Regions from separate parts of the Ovis aries genome. Here region 1 is linked to region 2. Evidence: chromatin contacts called from public Hi-C data. All regions are on one chromosome and are shown on one strand. The core of a region is the stretch at or near the end of the contact, and the rest is flanking DNA. Distances in the headings are between cores, read along the strand shown. Region 1 overlaps LOC121816934 (a long non-coding RNA gene). Region 2 holds the start of FNDC3B (fibronectin type III domain containing 3B).

Region 1 (2,700 bases), core at 55-2,554, 54 kb before region 2:
ACACACTACAATCTGGATGAACCTTGAAAAAATTACACTAAGTGAAAAAAGTCAGTCATGAAAGGCTGCGTGTTGTATGATTCCATTAATACAAAATTCCCAGAATAGAAAAATCCATACACACAGAAAGTAGTGGTTGTCAGGATCTGGGAGAAAGCAGGAGGGGAGTAGACAGTAACCACTAACAGGTACAGAGTTTCTTTTTTGGGTGACGGGAATGTTCTGGAATTAGGTAGTGGTGATGGTTGCACAGCATTAAGGATGTGCTACAAACCACTGAATTTTACACATTAAAATGGTGAATGTTATATGAATTATTTCTTCATAAAAAAATTTTTAGGTGGACCTTCAAAGACAGGTAGGGACAGGCCAGGCAAATCAAGGAGAATGAGGGTACCCGGACTGAGAACACCTAGGTCAAATTTCAAAAGCAATAAAAATCAAGCTTTGTTACGGTAAGAACCTGGTAGAATGGCTGTGCTGCTCAAAGGTAGTCAGTGGCCTGTGGGTTGTTATCTATGATGGTACAAGGAAAGAAGGAGAGAGTGTGCTGTAGAAATGCTAGCAACCTAACATTGTGTGGTTGTTGGCCTCCAGTCCTTGGATGGGATATAGAGCAAAGGTGATCATGTTTGTGTGTAGATAGGTCGCCCAAACTGCACACTAGTCCTTCACAGTAGGACCACATAGCTGGCCTTGACAGATGGGAAATGAAAACAGCGGGTTCTTCACTTTGTAAAATTTGAGAAGTATTGTCATATGGGATGCATTACAAGGAGTAACAGCCCGGAGACATGGGTTGGGAACTGAGTGCAAACAGCTTTATAAGTAAAATAGTTTGAAGTCATCTTCATCCAGAGTTCTTTGACCAATTTCTACCTAGTTATATACCATGAACGACACTGTGACACTTCTAAGCATAGATTATCTCTTAGGAGTTGAGAAAATGAGGAATCAGGCAATTTCAGAGGAAAGAAAATCTTCAAAAACAAAACAAAAACCCCTTGGAAACAGTGAGGGCACCACTATCCCTTCTTGGAGGCAACGAAAAATACTTGGAATCATTAAAAAGGGTTAAAAGATACACATGGCACACTAATTCAAAAGTCAACGATTTATTTCTATTTATTGAATAAGAGAAACCAGAACAAGCCATTCCAGAAAGAGAAACTGAGTTGAGAGCTAGGTTAATGGTAGAGAGACAAAGTCAGGCAGAGGAGAAGTAGGAGATCTCATTGCTCACACTCTCCCTCCGAGGGAAAGAGCCAAGCCAGCCTGCTCAACCTTTCAGAAGCAGAGCACTATATTGATTCCAGACATTGTTATTCCTGCACACGAGGTGGTGGAGGAGGGTTGTGGGCGGGATGAAGAAAGGAAAGGAAACCAAGGTATTGACAGAAAAACAAGCTTCTACTTTCTCAAAAGTCTTGGATGTCACTATGAAGCAACCACAAGACTTCCCCTGTTGTCACATGTCGACTCATTCTTCCCAAAGTGAGTCCGTTTATTTAATGTCTAGTTTCATTAAAGTCGATAAAATTTTGTTTCAGAATCCGGGCAGTGCTAATGTAAATGCTTGTTTGTCTGGGGTTGTGCAGAATGAAGGAAGTTCATGCTCTGCGCAAGTAAAGCAATGTGTCATGTCATATTGCCAAAAGGTTGCATCATTTCTAAACTTTCCGGAAGACTGGATGGATGAGAGGTCATCTATGTTTATTTTGTGAAGTTCGGCCTACCAGGAAATGTGTGGGTACAAGAGATATTTTAGGCCCATGAGACTCTCACTTTAGATGCTTAATCCAGCAGCATGTGCTATAAGCTTCAGTCTCTAACTAAATCTTTGAAAAGAGTGGCAAGTTGTGAAGTATGCAAGGTTTTTGGCTGCACTAACAGAGCCACGTATAAAATCCTGTTGCCAAACAGAGACTAGAACCAGATGACAAAGACTGAAAACACACTCTGTGTATTGACTTTCTCTATAAAATACTCATTATAACCTAATTCAGTAATATTTGTTTCTAGGAGAATTGCATAATCACTCAGCAACCCATATTAATTAAGTCTGCAAACTGACCTTGAAAGAAGACTTTTAGACGGAACTTTTCATGTCAGGTTTCTTTAAGAATATAATAGAATTACTTCACAACAAGGAAGAAAAAACTGTTTTAAGGAAGTAATTTTTAACATACAGCGTAACAGATGTGATAGTTAATGGCCCACCTGCAATCCTGTTCAAGTTCATTCATGCACATTTTATATGTCATCTTCACATCCTCCATAATCCAGAAGATAACAATATCCCTTCCCTAGAATAAACGGCTTTTCTTTACTTTTTCATGTGGTCTTGGGGGGAGGGGAGGTTGCCAAAGAAAGTTACTCACACGAAGACACTCTCAACACACAAACACACCCCTTCCTACCCTCATCACACACATAAAGCACAAGGAAACCAAGAAACAGGAGATAATGATACTAACACCCAGAGGAAGGCAATGCCAAGAGAGGGAAACAGAGGCCAGCTCTGTCCCCAGAATGCACAGCAGAGAACCCATACGTCGTCTCTATTGTTGAAGCTATTTGGGTTGAGTTTTTATTTGAAACTCAAAGAATCCTAACACCAAAACCCAAGATGTCCATCTCCCTAGCAGACAGTACACCTCGTTGTACTATTTCAGGAGGTTGGAGGGGCATTCTGAAATA
Region 2 (2,719 bases), core at 68-2,567:
AAACCCATGTCCATTGAGTCGGTGATGCCATCCAACCATCTCATCCTCTGTCGTCTCCTCCTCCTGCCCTCAATCTTTCCCAGCATCAGGGTCTTTTCAATAAGTCAGTCTATATAACAATGTAGCCTCATAACTGAGGCTAAAGGTAATTATTTAGAATACCTGGGAAGCTAAAAGGGCTAGTGGCCTCTTTGGGATAACTTCTACTTACTTGTCTGCCTGGATAATTTGAGGGGTGACACAGGATGCAGTCAGTTTACCATTTTGAGTCTATACAACAGGATACATTACATTTGGCTTAATTAGTATAAACATAGCAGTTACTTAATGAGTCCTACTGTGCCTTTTGCATTATACTGTGTTTAATACAGAAATACAGACAGGAGTAAGGAACAGTCTCTGCTCTTAGGAGCACATATTGGGCACCGAAAGGGGGAAACAGACATTGTAACTTTGGTATTAATATAATCTCTTAAAGCTACGTGAATGGTATGAACAAAGTGCTGAGGGAAATAGAGAAAGGAGGTGACAGAACAGCTCATAAGGTTGTGGGGATTTTAAAAAAGTTCAGTTCAGTCGCTCAGTCGTGTCCGACTCTTTGCGACCCCATGAATCGCAGCACGCCAGGCCTCCCCGGAGTTCACTCAAACTCACGTCCATCGAGTCGGTGATGCCATCCAGCCATCTCATCCTCTGTCGTCCCCTTCTCCTCCTGCCCCTAGTCCCTCCCAGCCTCAGAGTCTTTTCCAATGAGTCAACTCTTCGTATGAGGTGGCCAAAGTATTGGAATTTCAGCTTTAGCATCATTCCTTCCAAAGAACACCCAGGACTGATCTTTAGAATGGACTGGCTGGATCTCCTTGCAGTCCAAAGGACTCTCAAGAGTCTTCTCCAACACCACAGTTCAAAAGCATCAATTCTTCGGCGCTCAAATTTCTTCACAGTCCATATATGTGCAAATAAAAAAATGTCATACTCTTAACTCTGATAATTACATAGCAACCCCTGCATTTATACCGGTGTTGGCGATCTTGGCAGACCATGAACTCCTCGCCTTTCAGGAGTTGCTAGTTCCCTTAAGCCTCAGACTACTTTAAAGTCTGGCTGAACTGAGGAGTTTCTGGATAGTTATGCAGGACTAGGCGGGAACAGAGGATCCCACAGTTCCTGCGAATCCGAGCCTGTGGAGGCGGTTATACTCCGCAGATTACGGCAGTGGGCGGGCCCCAAATCCCCATGTGGTCCCGACATCATTGACATGGCGGAATCCCCCATCTAACCCTCCTGGTAGTTATTTGAGCGGCGGCGGCGGCCGGAGGAGGAGGAGATCGGCGGTGGAGACGGCGGCGGCGGCGGGAGCAGCGAAGGGGCGGCAGGGATTCTCGGGGCTGTCGGCTGGGGAGGCGTGGGAGACCCGGTGTGTGGCGCGCCCGGAGCCCCGCGTTTCAGCCCCAGGGAAGGTAAGGGATGCAGGAGCGGGAGTCTGGAGGGGACCGGGATCCCAAGTCTCTGCCGCCACTCTCGGCGCGCTGGAAAGCCCCGTCCGGACGCAGAGTCCGCCAAAGTGCGTGCCTGTCCCGCAGCGCTTCGGGAGCGCCGGGCTTCCCGAGGAAAACTTGCCGCCAGAGTGCTGGGGCGCCCTGCGCTGATCTGGGCACCCCGGGAACAGGGGGCCCGGTGTGGGGGGTGCCGGCCTCCGCTTTGCGGCCGCGTCTTACTGGGCTCCGGGCCCCCGCTCATCCACACAGCTGGCCAAGGTTTGGAGGAGGGAAAAAAACGGGTAGATTCTTTCTTGATGGAAAAAAAAAAAAAAAAAAAATCTGGGCAGTGGTTCCCGGGCTCTCCCTCCCCCCTCGTCCTCCCCAGCCTTCCCAGCAGATTTTGTCCGAGGAATCCGCTCCCCCTCCCGGAATCTCCGCGGCAGGAACGCTGCCCAGGAGGGGGAGGGCGGGCGGAGAGGCCGAGGAATCTTCGACGTGTCACTTTCTGAGGCCGTAGATTTCCATATGGTGGAGGGAGGAGGGCGGGTGTGCGAAGTGGGGCTGAAGTCGGGCCGCCTCTCCGCGCCAGGCGGGGGCGGGCCGGGACCTCCGACCCGGGGATGCTCGCGGGGAGGGTCCCAAGCCCGAGCCGGCCCCCCCCGCCCAGGCCAGGCCTCTCAGGGACACTCCCCGCCTCGGCGCTGGCCACCTCAGTGCGCGCCACGTCCTCCCTCCCCGTCCTGCCCCCCGGGCTCCCCCCGGGCTGGGGGCGGTAACCGGCGGCAGCGGCTGGACTCCGCGAGCCTGGCGGCTGGAAGCTCGGGCGGGGGAGTGGGGCTCGGCGGGAAGGAGCGGGCGACCCGGTGTGTGGGCCAGCGTAGCTCCGGTCAGTCGGTCACCCCGAGGGGCTCCCGGGCCGGGGTGGGGCGGGCCGGCGGAATCCGCGCCCCGAGGCGGCCGGGAGGGGCCGCGCGGACCGTCTGGTGCCCGCGGCTGGGCGGGGGCCGGCCGGCGTGGGAAGGGCTTGTCACTCCGGGTGGAAAGTGGGGCCTCGGGCTGTGCCCGCGAACTTTCCCAAAGGTCCGGTCCCCGCGCCCCATAGGAGCCCGAGCACCCGGGCCTGATGTCCCCGGAGACGGGGCAGGGCCGCCCGGCGGCGCCGTTGGCGGGGAGGCTTCCAGGAGTGCGCGGTTGGAGCTGGAGCTTTTCGAATCTCAACTCCCACCCTTCTATCTTTG

What was found. A called contact is a pair of places that touch in the nucleus more often than the background predicts.
Region 1: a Hi-C map of liver shows a contact between it and region 2, with 3 times the contacts expected there. The contact joins the enhancer-like site here to the promoter of FNDC3B in region 2. A contact is called at or near these places in 4 of 16 Hi-C or Micro-C datasets (blood, liver and skin fibroblasts).

Annotation. Positions count from the first base shown.
Region 1 is chr1:216,223,060-216,225,759 of ARS-UI_Ramb_v3.0, reverse strand. The region is part of intron 1 of LOC121816934 (a long non-coding RNA gene); the gene reads left to right. Among named protein-coding and RNA genes, the nearest start is that of FNDC3B, 54 kb to the right of the region's middle. Within about 2 kb of position 1,304, at least 14 of the 54 cell types and tissues checked have an H3K27ac peak or open chromatin away from gene starts, as enhancers often do. A contact at or near this core is called in liver, where this site is marked.
Region 2 is chr1:216,168,690-216,171,408 of ARS-UI_Ramb_v3.0, reverse strand. FNDC3B (fibronectin type III domain containing 3B) reads left to right here and starts at 1,317. Exons shown (of 26, transcript XM_015092550.4): 1 at 1,317-1,460.